Regions from separate parts of the Sus scrofa genome. Here regions 1, 2, 4 and 5 are each linked to region 3. The links are chromatin contacts, called in public Hi-C and HiChIP or PLAC-seq maps. All regions are on one chromosome and are shown on one strand. The core of a region is the stretch at or near the end of the contact, and the rest is flanking DNA. Distances in the headings are between cores, read along the strand shown. Region 1 overlaps RAD51B (DNA repair protein RAD51 homolog 2). Region 2 has its middle 18 kb from the start of ZFP36L1. Region 3 overlaps RAD51B (DNA repair protein RAD51 homolog 2). Region 4 has its middle 100 kb from the start of ZFP36L1. Region 5 overlaps RAD51B (DNA repair protein RAD51 homolog 2).

What was found. Hi-C and Micro-C count contacts between places; a contact is called where the count stands out from the background. HiChIP or PLAC-seq counts read pairs in DNA pulled down with a chosen protein or histone mark.
Region 1: an H3K27ac HiChIP or PLAC-seq map of alveolar macrophages shows a contact between it and region 3. The contact joins two enhancer-like sites. A contact is called at or near these places in 1 of 47 Hi-C or Micro-C datasets (embryonic fibroblasts) and 2 of 2 datasets of contacts at active chromatin or transcription factors (alveolar macrophages and skeletal muscle).
Region 2: an H3K27ac HiChIP or PLAC-seq map of alveolar macrophages shows a contact between it and region 3. The contact joins two enhancer-like sites. A contact is called at or near these places in 6 of 47 Hi-C or Micro-C datasets (embryonic fibroblasts, heart right ventricle, liver and 2 more) and 2 of 2 datasets of contacts at active chromatin or transcription factors (alveolar macrophages and skeletal muscle).
Region 4: a Hi-C map of embryonic fibroblasts shows a contact between it and region 3, with 2.2 times the contacts expected there. The contact joins two enhancer-like sites. A contact is called at or near these places in 1 of 47 Hi-C or Micro-C datasets (embryonic fibroblasts) and 2 of 2 datasets of contacts at active chromatin or transcription factors (alveolar macrophages and skeletal muscle).
Region 5: a contact with region 3 is called in a Hi-C map of skeletal muscle, with 2.8 times the contacts expected there. The contact joins two enhancer-like sites. A contact is called at or near these places in 1 of 47 Hi-C or Micro-C datasets (skeletal muscle) and 2 of 2 datasets of contacts at active chromatin or transcription factors (alveolar macrophages and skeletal muscle).

Annotation. Positions count from the first base shown.
Region 1 is chr7:91,986,219-91,988,918 of Sscrofa11.1, reverse strand. The region is part of intron 8 of RAD51B (DNA repair protein RAD51 homolog 2); the gene reads right to left. Among named protein-coding and RNA genes, the nearest start is that of RAD51B, 400 kb to the right of the region's middle. Within about 2 kb of position 1,323, at least 15 of the 83 cell types and tissues checked have an H3K27ac peak or open chromatin away from gene starts, as enhancers often do. A contact at or near this core is called in alveolar macrophages, where this site is marked.
Region 2 is chr7:92,476,871-92,479,570 of Sscrofa11.1, reverse strand. No RefSeq gene overlaps it. Among named protein-coding and RNA genes, the nearest start is that of ZFP36L1, 18 kb to the left of the region's middle. Within about 2 kb of position 1,295, at least 8 of the 83 cell types and tissues checked have an H3K27ac peak or open chromatin away from gene starts, as enhancers often do. A contact at or near this core is called in alveolar macrophages, where this site is marked.
Region 3 is chr7:92,231,394-92,234,151 of Sscrofa11.1, reverse strand. The region is part of intron 11 of RAD51B (DNA repair protein RAD51 homolog 2); the gene reads right to left. Among named protein-coding and RNA genes, the nearest start is that of ZFP36L1, 260 kb to the left of the region's middle. Within about 2 kb of position 1,476, at least 25 of the 83 cell types and tissues checked have an H3K27ac peak or open chromatin away from gene starts, as enhancers often do. A contact at or near this core is called in alveolar macrophages, embryonic fibroblasts and skeletal muscle, where this site is marked.
Region 4 is chr7:92,390,431-92,393,271 of Sscrofa11.1, reverse strand. No RefSeq gene overlaps it. Among named protein-coding and RNA genes, the nearest start is that of ZFP36L1, 100 kb to the left of the region's middle. Within about 2 kb of position 1,296, at least 9 of the 83 cell types and tissues checked have an H3K27ac peak or open chromatin away from gene starts, as enhancers often do. A contact at or near this core is called in embryonic fibroblasts, where this site is marked.
Region 5 is chr7:92,015,481-92,018,180 of Sscrofa11.1, reverse strand. All of the region lies in intron 9 of RAD51B (DNA repair protein RAD51 homolog 2), which reads right to left. Among named protein-coding and RNA genes, the nearest start is that of RAD51B, 420 kb to the right of the region's middle. Within about 2 kb of position 1,385, at least 20 of the 83 cell types and tissues checked have an H3K27ac peak or open chromatin away from gene starts, as enhancers often do. A contact at or near this core is called in skeletal muscle, where this site is marked.

The DNA of each region.
Region 1 (2,700 bases), core at 74-2,573, 250 kb after region 3:
TAGATTCTAATCCTCTATTATCAACCACAGAAACATGAGTCTGAATACTAGGCCCGTGAGCCGACTGTGTCAAAGGCATTTCCTCTACAACCATGGGGAGGACTCTTCTCTAGGTACAGGTACTCCAGGAGCTCTGGAGGGAAATTCCTCTCTAAAATGGCTCCTATCTAGAAGTGCTATCTTGTTGATTAACATTAATATTTTGCTACATAGTCCATCAAATCCTTAAACACTTAATTCTCATCTATTATTATTTCCTTGGATTTTTTTTTTTTTTTTTTTGCTCTTTAGGGCCACACCTGTGGTATACGGAAGTTCCCAGGCTAGGGGCTGAATTGGAGCTACAGCTGCCTGGCCTACACCACAGGCACAGCAACGTGAGATCCAAGCCGTATCTGTAACCTACACCACAGCTCACAGCAATGCTGGATCCTTAACCTACTGAGCTGGGCCAGGAATCGAATCCGAGTCCTCATGGTTACTAGTCAGGTTCATTACTGCTGAGCCACGACGGGAACTCCTCTTTTTGGATTTTTATAGCAACCTTCTGAGATGTGGAGAAAAGCTGTTATTGTCCTTATTAATAAGACGAAACTGAGGCTCAGAGAAGTTACTGGAATTGCGCCTTTGAAAGGAGGTAGGATTCTCATCCTAAATTTTGACAGTATTCGACTATCGTCATTTCTGCAAAATACCATCCTTACTCAGCAGAATAGAAATTAAAATTAAACTTTAGCAAAACTAGAGTTTCAGAAGGCAAAACAGGGTTTACCTGAGGTCAGGGGAGGGGACTGATTGCAAGGGAACATGAGGGAATTTTGGGGGTGATGGAAGTGTCGTTATCGGGTTTACATATTTGCCAAAACTCAAGCAAATTATATGCTTTAATGTATGTAAATTAAAATTTTAAAATGTGATGTTAATCTAATCCCCCAATTTTACTTTCCATAAACAAGGGAAATTATTGCCGTTTGTTAATCTCTTTCTACTGCTTTTGTCCAGAAGGCTAATTATCTCCTTGGAATGTTCTAGCAGTAAACATGTTCCGTCATCATTTCCTTCATGTTAGATGCAATGGCATTCTAGGTTTGCATAGGGGGATTTTTGTTCCTATGATACCATTTGTATTTGCCCTATGTAGTTGCCTACACTGAGGTATGTTTTTAATATTTGTGGTTGTCACAAGGTTTCTATGATTAGGGCTACTCTGGGGATCTGAATCAGCTGGATTGTTCACATTCAGAGCTCAAAACCAAAAGAGCAAACATTTCCAAAGAGCAAAAAAAAAAAGCAATGTCTTTCCTGAGAGCACAATATACTTCCCCTTTCGGAGCTGCCTTTGACACAGCTAAAGGGCACACAGATCCTCGGACGCAGCCTACAGGGGCAGATTCACAAGTCTGCTTTTTGGGGTGCGGGCACTCAATGAGAACTCAAGGCTCTGGTCTCCTGCTTTGGAACTGATTTGGAACCCTGATTCTGTACTCCTAAAAGATGAGCCCTCTGTCTCTGCAGCTCTGCACAGTACCCAGAACTACCTAAATAAACGGTTTGCTGATGGCTTGATGAAATAGAAATATTTACATATTTTCATAGCACTTTACAGAGTGCCTTCACATTTATTAGCGCACTTGAGGCAACAAATCTTGGGCATTCAGGGCTGTGATTAACTCTATTTCATAGAGATATCAAAGTCACCAGGAATATATGCTGTTTGTCAAAAGGCACTCGGCTCTTAGGTGGTGGAGTTAGAAGTTTGTTTTAGAGCCTGTCCTCTGCTCATTTACACCACAGGGCCTCTGATAACTTCACTCAGATCAAAAAGCCATGGGCTTCCAGAGAAGGAAGTCTCTAACATGTATTTCCGAGAGTGCAGACATTGATCACTTTGCTAGACAAGGATTTCCTCATTCCTCATGAGTTGGGGAAGAGATAAAGAATAAACAGGAGGGGAACATCTCTCCACCATCTACAAACCCTGTGCATACACCTTATCCCATTTGGTGGCATGACATCTCATTTACTGTGCATTCCAACATCACTGTATTTATAATCCGTATTTTGCTGAGCAGTCATATTTATCCCTCAGAGCATTAGCCATCCACTCCCTCCTCTGTGAACACTTCCCTGATCTTCCAGAGCAAATCGTTTTCCTTCTCTGGGTTACTTGATTCATACCAATAGAATAGCATTTACTATCTTACACTGTGCAATTAATTTTTTCATACCAGTCCATCCCCCTAGTCTGGGAACACCTTAAAAACAAGCACCATTGTCTCATTCACTTCTGTGCCACGGGCACAGCACCTGATACCTGGCAGATCCCAAGGAAATTATTGCTAAAAACTCACTATGGGACCTAACAAGTATGTGTGATGTTCTTAGCCATAAATGAATGATCCGTCTTAAGAGATCAAAGTTTACTAAGGTCAAATGAGCTACTGTTCCAAAGACACAGTAGCTCTGCCATTATAATCCTACCTCCAGCTCCAGTTTAAGAAGTCCATTTTAACCACTGATAAAAGTTATCGTAGGGCGTTCCTGTCGTGGCGCTGCGCTAACGAACCTGACTAGTATCCATAAGGACTGGTCTTGCTCAGTGGGTTAAGGATCCAGTGTTGCCACAAGCTGTGGTGTAGGCTGCAGACATGGCTCAGATCTCAAGCTGCTATGGCTGTGGTGTAGGCCGGCAGGTGTAGC
Region 2 (2,700 bases), core at 46-2,545, 250 kb before region 3:
GAGGATTCTTTTTCTGATATATTTAACCACCTAACAGTGCGCCCAGCCTCAACACACCTAATATTCTAATTTTAAATATATTTTGTAAGTGGAGATGGTGCCTGCATTCTTTCTTCTTCCTGGCCTTTTTGGGAGAAAAGGCTAGCAGGCCTAGATGAGTCCATTTCACTGGTAAGAAAATTAAAAATAAGCTACTCTTGGGAGTTCCTGTCATGGCTCAGTGGTAACGAACCTAACTAGTATCCATAAGGATGCAGGTTCAATCCCTGGCATTGTTCACTGGGTCAAGGATCCGGTGCTGCCGTGAGCTGTGGTATAGGTGGCAGATGCAGCTCAGATTCCATGTTGCTGTGGCTGTGGTATAGGCCAGCAGCTATAGCTCCAATTTGACCCCTGGCCTGGAACCTTCCATATACTGCAGGTGTGGCCCTAAAAAGACAAGACAAGACAAAACAAGTGACTCTTAGTGACAATGTTAAAACACCCTCTGCTGCAGGATTGTGCTTTATGGCTGGTCTTTGCTGACATGGACAGCACATAGCTGGTGATTTAATTTTTTTTTTTTTTAAGATAAATTTAGGACTGGCCCCTATTCCAGTTGCCTGGAAAAGATTTCTTCTGTGTCCTGAAGTGTTACCCAAATGCTACTCACAGTAGCAACAAATTCAGGGTTACCTCTGTGCTGAAGCAGTCAGCTTGCAGCTAGGGATCGAATACTAATTCAGTCGTGCTACGTGGCTCGAAAAGACATAAAATGCGATCCTTATTCAAAATGTTTACATTTTAGTTGGGGAGACAAGACATAAACGAGTGAAACCATCAGTTAGCAAGACTGGGTTTTGTACTTTGATAGCGTTCTGTATGGATAGAAGAAAAGACAAGCTTGAGATAATTACGGGACAGAGGCTTGTGAAGCTCTGCCCATTGGCTGGTACATTTAGTGCCAGTGAATCAGAAAGGGGAGATTGGCGAGAGCCAGCCTCTTTCTGGACAAAGGCTTGCTTACCTCCCTCTACTGGCAGGACTCTGGGGGTATGGCAGGGCTCCTGCTCCTGCTCTGAGCCACAAGTCTTAAGGAATTGAATGTGAATGGTGCCCACTGGGTCTATGTAGGGTGGCGGGCCTGTGTCATGAAGCTCAGACTGCAGAGACCTAGAGGTGAGCAAAGGATGGGGAGGCCTCAAGGTCATGGCCTATTTTTTTTTTTTTTTTTATAGAGGTCATAGCTGTGGCATATGGAAGTTTCTGGGCCGGAGACTGGATATGAGTCACAGCTGTGCCGTGGCAATGCCAGATACTTTACCCCATTGCACTGGTCTGGGAAGTGAACCCACACCTCCTCAGGGACCTGAGAGACTGCAGTCAGATTCTTCTTCTTCTTTTTTTTTATTTTTGTCTTTTTAGGGCCGTGGTGGCATATGGAAGTTCCCAGGCTAGGGGTCAAATCAGAGCTACAGTTGCTGGCCTATGTCACAGACACAGCGATGCCAGATCCAAGCTGCGTCTATGACTTACATCGCAGCTTGCCACACTGCTGGATCTTTTAATCCACTGAGCAAGGCCAGGGATTGAACGCGAATCCTCATGGATACTAGTCAGATTCTTAACCCACTGCACCACAGTGGGAACTCCACACCTATGGGTTTGAGTTAGCCTGTGGACCCATTAAATGTACTGTGCTCTACACAATCTTCCTTTCTTTCTTTCTTTCTTTTTTTTTCTTTCTCTCTCTCTCTCTCTCCCTCCCTCTCTCCCTCCCTCCCTCCCTCCCTCCCTCTCTCTCTCTCTCTCTCTCTCTCTCTCTCTCTCTCTCTCTCTCGTCTTTTTGCCATTTCTTGAGCCGCTCCAGTGCATATGGAAGTTCCCAGGCTAGGGGTTGAATCGGAGCTGTAGCCGTCGGCCTATGCCAGAGCCACAGCAACTCGGGATCCGAGCTGCATCTGCAACCTACACCACAGCTCATGGCAACGCCGGATCCTTAACCCACTGAGCAAGGGCAGGGATCGAACCCGCAACCTCATGGTTCCTAGTCAGATTCATTAACCACTGAGCCACGATGGGAACTCCTACATAATATTTCTAAATATTTTTGAGCCAACACTTAAAAATCAAGAGATTTTTAAAGTAATGATTCATTTATCTGGCATCTCTTGAAACACTGGGATATCTGACTATCTAAGACTCCAATTCCCCTTTGGAGTCCACTGTAGCATCAGTCATGTGGATCTAGGTAGAGTCAGTTTCTTTTTTTTTGGCCACACCTGCAGCAAGTGGAAGTGCTCAGGCCAGGGATCAAACCAGCACCACAGCAGTGACCCAAGCTGCTGCGATGAAAATGCTGGCTCCTTAACCTGCCATGCCATAAGAGAGCTCTCATCAGTTTCTTTTAAGATGGGGCTTGTGTTCTCCAGCCTGCCCCAGTCCTCCCCACTCCCTATAAGTCCCCAGGACTGACTGAGCCTTCCCCTCCTGCTGATGATGGAGAAATATTTCTCTCTCTCTCTTTCTCTTTTTTAGTCATACTCGCTGCATGTGGAAGTTCCCAGGCCAGGGATCGAACCCACACCGCAGCTCTAACCAGAGCCATAGTAGTGACAATGCCAGGTCCTTAACCCACTGAGCCACAAGGGAACTCCTCTCTATGCTCATATTTCTATCAAGAATAAGAAAAATAAAAGCCCGAGAAGGCTGTATATATAT
Region 3 (2,758 bases), core at 227-2,726:
AAAATAGAGCAGCCTCCCCCCCCTTTTTTTTGGCCTTTTTGCCTTTTCTAGGGCTATACCCATGGTGTATGGAGGTTCCCAGGTTAGGGGTCTAATCGGAGCTGTAGCCACCGGCCTACACCACAGCCACAGCAACTCGGGATCCAAGCCACGTCTGTGACCACAGCTCACGGCCACGCCAGATCCTTAACCCACTGAGCAAGGCCAGGGATCGAACCCGCAACCCCATGGTTCCTAGTCGGATTCGTTAACCACTGAGCCATGACGGGAACTCCCAGAGCAGCCCCTTTTAATCAACATTAAAGCAGGCTCTCTTTTGAGGGATACATGTTCTGATACTAGTTATTCTAGAAACGCTGGACCTTGGTTGTTAATGAAAGAAAGCCAATGAGAAAGGGGCAAAGGGAAAAGATGCTTTAAAAGAGGAAGGACATAGTAAACATTTCCCTAAGATGCTAAATCCATGACAAGTCAGGACTTTTAAAGACGTGAGGAAAAATAAACCACAGAGGGAGACAAAATTGTACAAAGGGGACTTGGTATACTAGGACATACTGATGTGCTGGTAAATTTCAGAGTGCCTTCCAAAGTATTGTTTGCTATTGATAATCATGCCAAAGCATGCCTGGCCCAATACTGAAAGATATCTTTCTCTTTAGACCAAGCCAGGACTGACTCTGAAAGCAGAGCCTGCGAGGAGATAAGGTTTTACCTCTTCTGAAGCATCCCTGGAGGCGTTGGTTGCCTTGCAACGTCTAGGATCCATCTCCCCTGCCAACCACACCCTATGTTCCTTTTGGGGGGATGATCTCTTCCCCACGGGATGGTCTGTGGATAGAGCTGGTTATCAGCGAGTGTGACCCAAGTTAGGGCCATCAGATGTCTCCTCAGGGGACTACGAGTTTTGAGCAGAGGGACCAAGAGAATGGAAACATGAGGGATGTCATCCCATCCCAATGGAACATCCTGACCAGACTTTTGTGACCTCTGCTGTGGTTCTCAAATTTCCTAGATTCTGGAGCTGGATTGCTTCTTGTCCATTTCTGACTGGTTTTCCAGTCTTCCCTTAAGCCCATGGGCCCCCTACACCCTTCTTTTCAACTCCCTTTGGCTTATGTTAGCCAGAGGTGTTTCTGTTGCTTACAACCAAAGAAGCTTCATGGACACAATGATACCAAAGCACCATAAGCCCTGACCTCCCGTCCAGTTTACCCAGTATTTATGGAGACCTTCCATATACCTTAACCTCAGAGAGTGTGTATCTCGCTAAAGGATATGATGCAGAGCCTTAGCACACAAACACCGGCACTAGCCCAGGTTTCTTCTGTCCTGTCACATGTAGTCGGTTTCTAAACTGCTGGAATGTTCGTTTCGTTTTTCATTTCATAATATGAGCAAGGCATAAAATGGCCAGATGACTCTCAGCACTTCAAAGGGCACTCCCAGAATGAGTATGTAGCTGGAGTCAGTATGACAGTGAGTCAGCCTGGTGAGCCTGCTGTAAGATCAATGTGTCAATATCACATGCTTAGAAACTAGGTTCCAATGCAACTGCCGGCCCTTGAATAAAGCGAGTGGAAAAGGCCCAGGGTTTGCCAGGTGGAACTAAAAATAACAAAGGAGGGAGATAAGCGGGGGAAGGTGGGGGGTGTGTGTGAAGATATGGAGGAAGGAAATGAAAAGAACTAGGAACTGACAGCAAAAAGGGCTTGGGTCATCATGAGAGGTGAATAAGACGATATGACATCAGGGGCAGCAAATCCCTAGACTAGCTTTTGAAATCGGTAGCAAGATTTATTGCTTAACGTTTAACCTCGTGGCTCTTACGTCACTTATCATCACCTGGGCTCTTATCTTGATAATGTTCTCTATGTCCGCCAAGCACAGGTAGGTGGGGGTAGTTTAGAGGTTGACAATACAGGGGCTCTAGGGCCAAACTACAGCTGGAGTGTGTTCCAACGTCTGCTTTGCCCCTTGCCAGCCCTATGTCCTTAGTGAGGCAAGTTGTTGAACACCTCTGTGCCCCAGTGTCCTGCTCTATTTAAGGGGGTGATATTAATAATACATATAAAGCACTTAGCACACCCTGGCACATTAGTGCTCCACAAATATTAGCGACCGTTATTCATTCCACAAATATGTATTGAGTGGCTATGATGTTCTGGTCCTTGGGATACGTCAGTGGACAATATAGATAATGATGCCTGCCCTCGTGAAGCTTACAGGCTAGTGTGGGTGGGAGCGAGGGCAGAGACAATCAAATAATGTTGGTGCTATTATTAATATCTGACCCAATGATTATCTGGCTCAATATCCACCTACCCCACCAAACTTTCTGGAACTCCTTTAAGTCCTTATTTCTCCTTTAAACATTCTGTTCATCTTGGTGCCTTTCACTGAAACCTATTTGGCCCTGAGGATGTGGTTTTTCTGATGGCACTCAAAAGTGGGTTAGGCTTTCTCTCTCACTGGCCACATATGCCAGAGCCTGAAGCTAGAGAAGCTAGTTTCCTTGATTCACTGCCACCTCCGCTCCCTTTCTCCTCCTCATCCTGTAAAAGCCACAGTGAATCCTCAGACTATAGGACTCTTCTCCCATCCACAACCTCCCCATCCCTCCTTTAGCGAACTCTGGAGCTCCTAACTCTCCCTTTTCCCTTTCACTCCTGTATCTGTCATCGTTCTTCACGACTGCAATAATCTTGGTCTCTGAGTTCCTTGGCTTTCTCACTTTCAGTGATCTGTTCCTCCACCTTCC
Region 4 (2,841 bases), core at 47-2,546, 160 kb before region 3:
GGCATCAAGGCCCCAGATCAGTGAACTTGTGTTGCAAATTACGGGGTAGGAGGGTAGGTAGAGGCATCTCTTTATTTTCAATAGCTGATAGTCTTTTTTTTTTTCTACAGCATTTTCTAAAAATGTGCTATTTATCTTCTCAACACAGGGCTTTTGCACATACGAAAACTTCTCTCTGAGGTGCCTCATCTTCTAAACTTTAATTTAACCACCATTTACTGTGTCTTATTGTGTGCCTGGTCCCGAGAATGCAAAAATAAATAGGACAGGGATTCTTGTTTTAGTTCATTTTTTTTGTTTTTTGTTTTTTTAGGGCCACATCCATGGCATATGGAGATTCCCAGGCTAGGGGTCCAATCAAGAGCTGCAGCTGCTGGCCTACGCCACAGCCATAGCAATGCCAGATCCCCACTGCATCTTCGACGTACACCACAGCTCACAGCAACACTGGATCCTCAACCCACTGAGCAGGGCCAGCGATCAAACCCTTGTCCTCATGGATACTAGTCCCGCCGAGCCACAACGGGAAATCCGAGGCTCCTTGTGCGATGGCAGGACTATTAAGGAGAATTGATTATGAGTGCTGGGCATTTATGAACACAATGTCATTCAAAACTCAGCAGAACAACTATTCTGCAAGTTGTCATCATTGTTACTCCTATTTTGTAAGTGAGGAAACCGAGGCATAGAGAAGTGAAGTAATTTGCTGAGCTGCTTGCCACGTGGCAGAGTTGGAACTTGAATCCAGGCTTCTGGGTCTTCACAGCCACGTGTACAGCATTATCCCACTACACCTAGAAAAGTCCCCATCTGCCCCATGTGAAGGAAAACCACTATCCAATTCCACCTCCAGCTTGGCAGGTCCTCAATTTGATCTGCCATAGAAGGAGTGAAAAACCAAGATAACATTGGTCCATCCCATAGGATGCAGGCTGCTGCCAGACGTACCAGCCCGAGACGGTGGGCAAAGGAGGGCTGGGCCAGGAGGCTGCACACACAGGCCAGCCAGCCCCCAACTTCCCTTCCCTCCAGGAGCCTTTCCATTCATTGCACCCACAGGAGACATGTTTTTAGGGTGTGACATATAGGACTGACTGCTTAGGGGGTGTCGAGAAGCCTCAGGAAGATGCTGCAAGGATGAGCCTCCTTGACACACACTCCATTTTTTGGCTAGAGGGTGAGGCGTGTACTTGACGTGGAGCTCCCAGCAGACCAGTAAGTCATGCTCAGGCTCTCAAAGTCCCGGTTGGGCTCTGCTGTCTAGTAAACCGAAGATGATCGCTCATGAATAATGCGGGTGTGATATTGTATAATGGGATGGTTGATGGGGTTGGGGGTGACTCACTCCTGAAGGCCTCGAATCAGACTAATGTTATTTCCTTTGGCTTCTGCTGGACCTCACCCAGACTCCCCTAAACACCTGCCTCAGTCTGTGAATCAGGGATGTGGGTTCTGGTTGGCAGGGGAGAGCTGTTGGCAGTGGAGAGCTCTTACTGGAGTCAGACTTTGCCAAAGGGCCGATGGGTTAAGGCGGAAGGAGGAAGTCCGGCCCAGGGGACAGGGCGTAAATACAGAGCCCACAGAGAGAAGAGGGTACAGAGTCTTGATGGAAGCCAAGAAAGTTCAGAGGGAAAGAGAAAATACGATTCTTGAGCCAGGTGGGATTTTTCTTTGCTCTCCTCCTCTACTCCTCCTCTCCTGAGCTGGATGGAGCATCAGCGAACCTGGGAAGACCCTCGGGATAAAGCATCCTGAGGTTAAAACCTCAGGATAAAGGCAGGCTTTGCAAAGGCCAGGGCTTGCTGCCTGCAGGGCAGCTCCCTGAAAAATGACCCTGAGGGAGACCTGACCAGGGGCAGCCTTTATGGGGCTTCCTATGGCCCCAGAGTCTGCCTACCCCCCCAGAAGAGCAGGGCAGGGAGTCCTGGGGAATCTCTCCTCCCTTCTTCCCTCCCTCCCTCCCTCACCCTCTCAGCGCATCCTGAGCTTTGCCCAGAGTGAGCAGATGCTCATCCAGGAGAAAAAGCCCAGAAAAGGGTATATGGAGGAAGATACTGGGGTGGGGGGTTGACGCTGGGGCAGTCACCAGGGGGTGGAGATGCCAGTGAAATCAAATGGGGAAACCAAGACTTAAGAGGGACATTTGACAAACTGGGCAGGTCCAGGTGGGTGGTGCCAGGCCACACACACAGTCAGTGCTCATGTTCTGGTTTGGGATGATGGCCGGCTTTAAGCAAACCCCAAATACACGGCAGTTATTCAAATTATCTGGATTGTTATGAACACACTGTACAAAGACCGACCCCTCCTGAGACATCTAAGATTATACTTGAGGAGTTCCTGTTGTGGCTCAGCGGTAATGAACCCAACTAGTATCCATGAGGACAAGGGTTCAATCCTTGTCCCGCTCAGTGGGTTAAGGATCCAGTGTTGCTGTGGTTGCGGAGTAGGCTGGCAGCCGAAGTTCTGAGTGGATCCCTAGCCTGGGAACCTCCATATGCCACAGGTGCAGCCCTAAACACACACACACACACACACACACACACACACACACACACAAGAAAGAAAAAAGAAAAATTATGCTTGAATTGCACCGTTTTAACCCTTGAATGAAGTCTATTGTATGAAGTCTATTGTTTGCATGTGAAATGTGCAAACAGCAGGTGATTCAACCTCTGGGTCTTGAGGAACATCATAAAGATGGGGGCTCAGAGCCATGCCCCCATCTTTGTTCCCCATCTCCTGTGACTTTAGGATGACTTCTGGATGACTCGGGCTGCAGAGATGGGCTGCAGCAATGGGAGTCCTGCTGCGTGGGGTTGGCTTCCCCTGGGCTGGATA
Region 5 (2,700 bases), core at 136-2,635, 220 kb after region 3:
TCATTGAAGTTGCTGCTGTCCCAGTAAATCGACAGAGGAAAGAAAGCCAATCGTCTAAGATGAATGGAGCTTCGATCTTGCACGGGGCCCACTGGACTGCCATGTGTCAATCTCCCCTACCGACTGTGCCTGGGTGGAAAGGGGCTCAGCCAGTCCTCCGGGCAATTCCTAGGTGACTTCAGAATAGGCCATGGTGTCTTAGGCCAGCTGGACTGTTAGAGCCTTTTTCTACTGATCCCCAGGGGCAAAGGGTTGTTCTCTATGCCTGAGGTCCAAACATGTTTAGTATCTTCATGGCCACCAGGAAGAACGGTCAAGGGCATCTGAGACACATGTCCTTGGCCACAGAACCGTCATAATAACTTCGTGAGTAACCAGTCACCAAACTCCATGATAACCTGTACACCTGAGTTTCTGCCAACAGCACAAATCACTGAGGAAGGGAATTTCCGTCGTGGTGCAGCGGAAACGGCCAACCAGGAAACATGAGGTTGAGGGTTTGATCCCTGGCCTCACTCAGTGGGTTAAGGATCCAGTGTTAACATGAGCTGTGGTGTAGCTCACACACACGGCGCGGATCTGGCATTGCTGCGGCTGTGGTGTAGGCCGGCAGCTGTGGCTCCGATTAGACCCCTAGGCTGGGAACCTCCATATGCCGCAAAAAGGACAAAAAGACACACACACAAAAACAAACAAAGAAACACATACAAAAAAATCAAATTGCTGAGGAAGAAAATACTTTGATTCACACTGATCAAGAACAATGTCGATCATAAAGTCAAAAATTCCAATTTCTGTCCTTGGGTTCACACTATAACTTTGGTCACTTTGCCCAAGTCTCCACCAGTCCATTCCCCCACCTGAAGGAAACGTGTTGAAAGAGGCTGAAAATGGACGAGCATGCTTCAAGGATGACGGGTTATTTCAACTAAATAGGAAAAATTCAATTTGCCCCTCCTTCCATCTCAAGGCACAAAACTGTGGGGCAGGAGCAATGCTGGGAGCATCCTGTGGGGTCCGCGGCACCCTTCTTTGGTTGTCCCACCTGGACCCTAGCAGTGAACATGGGTCTTCATAACCCAAGCAACAACCCAGCCCCAAATTAAGTAAGGGAAAAAAATACACCCCCCCAACACAAAAACAAAGGACTCTCAACTCTACAAACCCTGGGAGGGCAACAGCTGGTCAGCCGAGATTAAAGGAGCGTGAGAGAACACCTCTCCATCCCCGACTTCTCCTCCCCCGTAGAGGTCCCCGCAGCTGGCCAGGGCTCGCTTTTACAGCCCTGCGCCGATGACCTTGTTCCAGCCAAGATAGGAGCTCCTTTGATCTCAGCAGGGGGAGGCCCTGGGCCCGCAGCTGGCAGATATTAATAGTACAGGATCCGCTGGTGTGGAAGAGATCTCTCAGTTGGGCCAGGCCACTTGTATTCCCTGCTCTGCGTCAGAGCAGACGGGACTTCATTTCCCCGAATCAGCCCCTGCTGGGTCCTTCTCCCGGGTCAACTCAGATCATTTTCTTGCTGGCTTCTCTCGGGCCGCTTGTTCTCACCCCAACTGTTTTCAAGGGAGCGCTGTTTGAGCCCTGCCCCCTGCTCTGCAGCTGAAATCTATTACGGGACAGGGCGAACCTTGGGCTCACCCCCTCACAGTGTGCTTCTCACTCTCACCAGCTTGCACACACTTGTTCTTGGGTACACGTTTGTGTGAGAGAGAAACACGAGATGGCTGCAACCTACGCCGCGGCCGCAGCCACACTGGATCCTTTAACCTACTGCACCTGGCTGGGGATGGAGCCCGAGCCTCCATAGTGACCTGAGATTTATAGGCAGGTTCTTAACCCACTGTGCCACAGTGGGAACTCCATGATGATCTTCTCTATTAGGTTTAATCTAAGATGAAAAGATCACTCTTCCCACCCTGTAAATCAGAATTTGAAAACCCCATCAACCTTCAGACCCATATCACAACCTTACAACGTGAGAGCTAGAAAAGATTTCAGCCATGTTACATTCATCCAGTCTGTCATTTCACAGAAAAAAGCCGAGGCCTAAAGTCACCAAAAGGCCTGCCCACGATCACAGACCTAATAGCACAACGGCAAAGTCAATACAACTTAAAAGATACTTTAAAAAGCCAAGAGAACAAATTATGCACATTAATCACAGTAACTCTAAGAACCACTGCAATATATCTGAATTAGGTATAAGTGTCCTAAGAAATGCGTGCATTTTCATTTGCTGGTAAGGAACTTCATCATAGACTTCAAGAAAAAAAAAATTCCATAGCCTCTTTACCTGCTTAGCTATACAAGGAAAAGATCTGGAAAAGTCAATTATTTGCATTCTCCCTTGGATTTTATAATAAGGAAAAACTGTGTAAGAACAAGCTGGTAACTTTCCCTTGGCCATGAACACGACTTTATCATTTTCTTGAAGCGGCCAGAGCAATTTCCTTTGTATCTTTGTTTTGCTCCTATTCTTTGTTTGAGATAAACCAGGAAGCTAGGACAAAGCAAAGTCCTCTTACTTGCTAGGTTTCAAATAAGGAAACGAGAAATTCTCTTCTGGTCTCCTCCTCAGAACTGAACACATGTATGTGCATGTGATAATTACAGTAATTTTTAATCACATTCAGAGGTGCTTTCAGTGATACTTATGGCTAATGGTTCTTACACGGCATTTACTATGGTATTAGTTCA